Linked DNA regions of Mus musculus: region 2 is linked to region 1. Evidence: chromatin contacts called from public Hi-C data. All regions are on one chromosome and are shown on one strand. Each heading gives the region's core, a stretch centred on a gene start, on an enhancer-like site or on the middle of the called end of the contact. The rest is flanking DNA. Distances are from core to core; before and after follow the strand shown. Region 1 has its middle 110 kb from the start of 1810046K07Rik. Region 2 has its middle 160 kb from the start of Arhgap20.

Region 1 (3,821 bases), core at 845-3,344:
TTTACTACTCTCTTTGCCAGTGCTGGAGGAAAACAAGACCTGAGCAGTGAAGCAGAGACTGCCACTATGTCCAGCGAGAGCACTGAGCCCATGTGGAAACAACTGAAGAAAGGTGACCGATGCCAGGCTAGAGGCCTGGCTATCCCAGTTCTTCACTAGTGCTGATGGAGAACCCTGGGTACCTCTTTTTCCCTTTCCTAACTGAAATCTACTTATATTGAAGTTACTATACAAGCCTAAAGCAACAGACAAAATAAAACAAAAATTAAGAAATATAGAAAAATATGCAAGAATTTGGACATTTTAAAGGGTTCTTTAAAGAAACACTTCAACTATCAATTGGTTTGGGTTTTAGGTTTTTGTGGTGGTGGCGACTGATCTCATTCACACTAGGTAAGCATTCTGCCACATGCCAGCCCTCATAGTCATTTTGAAATAAATGATGTTCAGTAATGTCATTGTGACCAGTGTGTGTGTGTGTGTGTGTGTGTCTGTGTATGTGTGGTGTGCATGTGTGTACATGTATGTGTATATGTATGTAGATATATTCACCTATAAATGCAGAGACCAGAGGCTGATTTCGGGTACCTTCTTTTATAGCAATCACTTTATTTATTCATTCATTCATTTATTCATTGAGATAAGATATCTCACACAACCTGGAGCTTGGCATTGAGACAGGGCATCTGGCCAGTGAACTCCTAGTCTTGACCTGTCTCTATCCCCTTCCATCCCCAAGTACTGGGGCTAATAGGCATATACTTCTGGCACTTATGTGGAAGTTGAGGACTGAAACTCAAGTCTTTATGCTTTCACTTTTCCCAGTGAGCCACCTCCCCAGCCCTCAGATCACTTTTAAACACTAATATCCAAGTCCAGCTAAAATGAGTGGCAATTGGGAGGTAATTCTCCGTGGGTTTCTTGTATGTCTGCACATTTTCCAAGTAGGGGAACTGATTCCCAATTACAGTGAACTACCCTTTAAAGTCCTATGAAACTACCTTGGAAACATGTCCCCTTCCAAAAGAAACATCAGGCACAATCACTGTGACATAAATACCAGGTAGGAAAGGCAGCTTTTCCTGTAATTCCAGCTTTAGAAGGCAGAAGCAGGGAGACCTCCAAAGGGGCTGGCTAGGGAGACTAACCCTATCTATGAATGAGCTATGGGTCTGATTCAAAGAGTTACTTTCTCTAGTGATGTAGCTACTAGCAAGTTGCCCTGACCTGGCGAATAACCTTTCATATGTGCTCAGGTGAGAAAAACTAATTAAGTCAGGGGACCACATATTAAACAAAGACATGCAAACATGAAGGGGGCTTATTGAGACAAGTAGAGATGAGAGAAAAGGATGGGGGCAAAATAATTAAAATCTACTATATAAATGGATGAGAACTCAAAGAGGAAAACAGTTTAGCAAAAGGAAAGACCACCCCTCAATGACTAAGGTACAAGAGCAATTAAGACTAGTGCCGGACATCAATCTCAAACATCTGCATGTGCATGCATACATACTTGCATGTGTACATACATATAATGTGCCCTCACACATACAAATACATGTTCATGCACACCACACACAAATAAAAATGGAAAAGAAAAACCACAGCATGGGTGGATATGCACACAGAGAGTAGATGTGAAGGATGGGAAGGCTCTGGTGTCTTCCTTATTTCTATTGGATATATCTACTCATTGGGACTAGACCGATAATAAAAGGAAGGCATTATTTAGAGCTTGCTTTGAAAAAGTTGCTACAATGATTCACTCTGGAGACAAACAGAAAAATAATCCTGGGGTGGGGTGGGGATGCCTTGTAATAAGCCCAAATGCTACTCTGTTGCCTTTCCACTCACACACACACACACACACACACACACACACACACACACTTATTCTACTCTTAGCTGTCACAATGAAAAATTGGCCAGAGTCACTGAGTCCAAAACTGTTCTGCATGGCATTTTCTCTGTGAAGAGCACTTGCTTCTGCAAGAGAGCAGAAATGAGTCCTGGGGAGAACAGCTGTTCCGTTCATTGCACTCTGCCACATGCTGGAGATGAAGACACGGGGCGTACACAGCATCTTCATTCCACTTGCTGATGTGCCTGGCACAAATGCCAAAGACAGCTACAAGTAGATTGCTCCCCAGGCTCCAGTGAACTAGAACATCTTCATTTAAGTCATGCATAGCCTGGAATTTTTTTTCCTTTTTTCTTTTTTCTTTTTTTTTTTAAGACGAGAAAGATGACTTTATGTGGTAGTTGCTAAGCAGCAGGGCTCTCGTGGGGGAACTCAAACATACAGCAGTTTGCAGAATCTCAGTGGGAAGCCAGGCTGTCTTCTTTAAAGCACTCTCCTCATGTGACCCTTACTATCTTCTATGCAGTCTCAGTTCCCTTGTTTGTTTTTAACTACCCACCATTCCTACACCTCATTAACTAGTGATGGACTGGAAGAGGATTTGTGTTGCTCTCTCAGCTAGCCTGGCTCATTGAGAGCCTCCAGTCAGCCTGATCTGACAGTAACAGTGAAAGTAAGGACTCACAGCCTTTCCATTACTGGGTTTTTTTTTTAATGCACAAATGGAAAACATAGAGAAGTACAAGGCAATAAAATAAAAATGCAATTTCACAACATAACGTTCAGTGATGAATTTGGTGCTATTCTATTTACAGACATGGAACAGAATTGTGACAGTGCACATCTAGATATTAGCAGGCACTTCGTTCTGATAAATACTGCTACTAAAGGTAAGAACACAATTTTGTGTCAGTTTTGCAGTGAATCTCTTTACATTACAGATTTCCATACTTGAGCAATATTTTATCACACACATGCATATACCAATTTTTTTCTATTATATTTTTAACATTTTACTAAATTTTGGCTGAATGATCCTTTAGAGAATGGTTTTACATGATTTTTGTCAATTATAATCTAAGTTAAGGTACTTTCAAAATTATTGACATCATCTGTTATTTTTTACTGTGTTAGCATATTAATTACTTTTAGATGTCATTTTTGACATTTTATATTGTTAAAATATAATCTGTTGTTAAATACATGTGTGTTTTCCTCCTGCCTTAGTTAGGGTTTTACTTCTGTGAAGAGACACCAAGACCAAAGCAACTTTTATAAAAGACAACAGTTAATTGGGGCTGGCTTACAGGTTCAGAGGCTCAGTCCATTATCAAGGTGGGAGCATGCAGCATCCAGGCAGGCATGGTACAGGCAGAGCTGAGAGTTCTACATCTTCATTTGAAGGCTGATAGTGGAAGACTTACTTCCAGGCAGTTAGGATGAGGGTCTTATAGCCCACACCCACAGTGAAACACCTACTCCAACAAGGCCACACCTTCTAATAATGTTATTCCCTGGGCTGAGCATATACAAGCCATCACACACACACACACACACACACACACACACACACACACACACACACACACCTAAAGAGGGGACCACACAAAAGTAAGAAGTAGGAATCACCCTTGAATATTTCTATCAGACCATCTCAACACTGAAAAGCAGCCCTTAGTTGCACCCAGACATCCAGCTCTTCAATGTACAAGTATCAGAGCACTGTCTTCAGAGAGCTATCAAGGTGTTTGTTTAGTTTGCTTCACTCCACCATCTGTAGAGAGGCAGTGAGGGGAAGGATTCTCTCCTCACTCTAATCAAGTGAGACTAGAGATGTTCAGATACTACTTGAAGATCTATGTGCATCTCCTGAAGGCTGGAGACATGGGTAATGAAATTTTGGGCCCAGAAACTTTCTCAGAAGATGGAAGAGAGAAGGGGCCACCCTCAACTGACT
Region 2 (3,821 bases), core at 936-3,435, 170 kb before region 1:
CAGTGTTGGAGGCAAGGGCGCCACAAATTCTCCTACGGTTTGGACATGAAATGTCCCCAAAGACTGGGAAGAGGGAGTGTTTGGATACTATTTCAATGACACTTGCATTTGTCCCTGGTACCTGTCCAAAGTCTGGCCCAGTTTATGATAAGGAGTAAGTTATAGCCAGGAGCGTGTTCAGACTTAGTCACAATATATCTACTTGCTTTCTTTTATCTGTAATTTGAAAAAAAAATCAGATTGAAAACTTACTGAAACCAGAGGGAATTTAAGCACCACTCCGTTTTGGAATCTAAATTGCTATTTGTCTAATCCATAAAGTTCTTTTTTTTCCATAGGAAAAATGTCAATTTTCAAGCAGCTAGAAGCATGTCCATGACCTGATTCTGGTGAGGAATTAATAGATGACTTTCATTACATATAAATATTTAATGTTGTCCTAACTATACATATATAAAAGTATGTGCGTATACACATATAAATACATACATATACACATGTACATGCACACATGCATACATAAACCCACATAGGTGCACAAGGGTTTTGGCAGCAGAGGACTTGCTGCAGACTTGGGAGAAAGTAATTAGAGAACAGTTTTTGACAAGAAATGGAACTAAATTAGAGATTTTGAGTTCTATATGAGTCAATAATATAAATTTTCTAGTAAGTGAGAGTAAGATTAAGCTTTGCCATCCTTTTAAGACATTTTTATTGAATTAGGAAATGGTTGAATACTCAAGGAGGCTCTTCTGGGCAGTGTTATAACCTGCATGCCTAGAATATCCTGGGACTCTCTCTTTGGTGCAATATTGATGTGATTAACAAGTATTGTGGGTTAGAGGTGAAAAATCCCCAGAGGCTCATGTGTGGAAAGCTTGGTCCTACAGCAGAAGTCAGAGGTGACTGCATCATGCAGGCTCCACACACGTCCACCTGTGCAGTAACTCACCAGCAGATAATTACATGGATGAGTAGGAGATGGTGGCTGACTGGAGTGTATAGGTCCTTAAGGCATGCCTTTGAAAGGACAGAACTTGTCCCTAGACTTAACCTCTTTCCATTCCTCTCACTCTCTACCTTTCTGTGCTCAGAGGTGAGTAGCTCTTCGTCATACTATCTCTGCTTCAGTGCTCAACCTGATGGTGTCACAACTGAAACCTGAAATCACAAGCCAAAAGAATCCTCCTTTTGTTTCCAATTGGTAGTTTTCAAGCATTTGCCACTGTGACAAAAAGTGACTAACGCAGTGGGAGAATTCATCTGTCTGATGTGTCTACCAGGGTGCTACAGATTGTAGAGAAGGACTGTGTTGAGTTTATTAAACACAAAGATCCAACTTCATGTGTTTAAGGAAACAGCCAAACTCAAAAAATAAATTGCCATCTATGGAAAAGTACTGTTTTCTGGGTATAAATTCAAGTGTTTGATTATCTGCAAGAAAATGGAATGATCCTAATCGTACTTGAAATCTGTCTTAGATCCCTACTAAGAAATCGAAGCAAGATGGGTAGGCTTATTTTAGGTAACAATCCAGGGGAGTTGACTCAGCCTGTAGTGTCCCCAAAGCAGCCTGGAAGAGGTTTTTGTTGAGTCACAGAGTAGTTCCAAGTGGCAGGAGAAAAACAAGGAGGCAGAGAAAAAAGGAGAACAGTGTTGAATTGGACACATCATCCTCTCTCCCATATGACCTTCTGAAAAACTAGCAATTGCCATGGAAGGAAAAAGAGGTGCCAGTTGCCAACCAACTCCTATACCATGCCTCCAGACACTTCCAAAAGCGTTCTCCCCGGCAGGCTGCAAGGAGGAGAGGGACCAAGCTGCTCTCAGGTGGAGCTTAAACAAAATCTGTTTAGAAGGGGCTTCATATCAGAATCAAAGCACAAGAAGGTTGAGGCAAACTGAAGACACAAAAACACCTGTAGTTGGGAACATTCTCTTTGTTCCTAACACCCAGTAGCTGGGAAGGTCCCTGGTGGTACAGAGAGACCTGGCTATTGACATACAAGACTCACCTTATGTTTTGAAAGGCTTCTAGTCCGAGATGACTCAGACATAGATCCCAATATTTTATAAATTCAGTTTTCTATACCAAGCCTTTTTTTAGCTTAAGAATCAGCCCAGCTTAGAGATAGGGTGACTCAGCATTGCTAAGTACCTGGCTTCTGGGAGACACTGACAGAGATTGCTGTAACATCTCCTTGGAAACCATGCCTGTCTGAGTATCAGAGCATCTTGGCACTTAGGGTACATCAGAGATCAGTACTAACAAGGATAGCATATGACACAAATAGGTGCTCACTTCAGGTGGCATTATATATAAGGTGCTTGTTAGAAGTTTGTTTTTCATTGATTTTTCTCTGCTATATTTATCCTGCTGCCCACATGATTAAATCCTTCGTCTACTCAAAATGACTTTTAAAAACGCCACGTTGTGTCTTGACACTAGGGAATCTCATGATGATTTTATAATCAATACGATCGAACACAAAGCAAGTTCATCTTCCAGGCTAGTAACTATAGAAAATAAACACCGTCCTGGAGTTCTAATACTCATTTAAAATTGTTTTTAATTGAAATAAAATTATTTCACTTTCTCCTTCTCTCTTTCCTACCTTCAGCCCCTCCCTGATAACCTCATTAGAACTCTTCTCATTTGCACCGACCAAGTTAATTGCTTCTTTCTCTTCTTTGTTGTTACATGTGTGTGTATTAGTATGTATATAAATAAATACATATGTGCAGTTTTCTGAGTCTGTTTTTGTTGATGGCGTGTGTATGGTTTAAAGGCTGACTACTCTGTTATGGACAATCAGTAAGAGGGCTCATCCCTGGAAAAGGCTAATTCTTCTTCCACTAAGCATTGATTGCCTTTAGTTCTCAGTCTAGGAGAGGGATGCTATGGTATTTTTCTTGTTGTTTTATACTTCTATGTAAAAGTCAGTTGATGGCCACTGTTCTGTCTTGCTTGTGTAGCTTCTGAAAATGACTGTCTCACAGCAGACTTCCTGGTATCCTGGCTCTTAACAATTGTCTTTGATGTTGTCTGATCCACAGATGCAGGAGCTGTGATGTAGACATATCCACTGGGTCTGTTATCTGTTGATCTCTGTACTATGTCCAGTTGTGGTTTTCCATGTGCTAAAAAGAAAAGCTTATTTGATGAGGGGTGGTAGCTACACTTATCTGTAAATGTAAAGATACAGTTTAGAATGTAGTAAGAAATTATCCTGCTCTGGCAAAGTGGTAGTAGTAGATTCTTTTCTAGGAACCATGAAATCACTAGTCCTGGAAAGGTGGTTAATTTTTCAGGACCAGACATGATTTTCCTACTGTTGAGGGGACTGTAAGTCCAACTAGACAGTGGTTGGTTGCTGCTGACATGTGAGAGGCACTTATTGCATGTTTATGCATGTCCTGCCATGCTTGGAAATGCAGTGGTTCATAGGTGTTGCAGCTGAGTAGGGCTCTTTAATTGCTTCCCTCCTTGGCTGCTTGCATAGCATTTTATGGAACCATGGAAATTAGTGCAAAGGAAAGAGGTTTTCAGATCTAGTCCAGGAATCAAAAGAGCCTTGTGTCCTAAGTGTATCTTTAACAGTAGTGGCCAATTCTCAAGCCCTGAAGGGCAACCAAGGGCTACACCAATAATCTAAATTGTTTGGAGAATCATTTGGACTACACAGAGCAACTATACAAAAGGAGATTTCTTCTTTTCTTGTGTCAAGTACTCTGATACTGGGGGAATTTGTTAGTCTATGGTTTTTGTGAAGAACAATGTCAACACAACTGACTTAACTTTTAACTTCCTATAATTCATG

The links. A called contact is a pair of places that touch in the nucleus more often than the background predicts.
Region 2: a contact with region 1 is called in a Hi-C map of cortical neurons, with 1.4 times the contacts expected there. The contact joins two enhancer-like sites. A contact is called at or near these places in 2 of 484 Hi-C or Micro-C datasets (cerebral cortex and cortical neurons) and 1 of 115 datasets of contacts at active chromatin or transcription factors (neural progenitor cells).

The regions. Positions count from the first base shown.
Region 1 is chr9:51,440,459-51,444,279 of GRCm38.p6, reverse strand. No RefSeq gene overlaps it. Among named protein-coding and RNA genes, the nearest start is that of 1810046K07Rik, 110 kb to the right of the region's middle. Within about 2 kb of position 2,094, at least 25 of the 459 cell types and tissues checked have an H3K27ac peak or open chromatin away from gene starts, as enhancers often do. A contact at or near this core is called in cortical neurons, where this site is marked.
Region 2 is chr9:51,606,700-51,610,520 of GRCm38.p6, reverse strand. No RefSeq gene overlaps it. Among named protein-coding and RNA genes, the nearest start is that of Arhgap20, 160 kb to the left of the region's middle. Within about 2 kb of position 2,185, at least 8 of the 459 cell types and tissues checked have an H3K27ac peak or open chromatin away from gene starts, as enhancers often do. A contact at or near this core is called in cortical neurons, where this site is marked.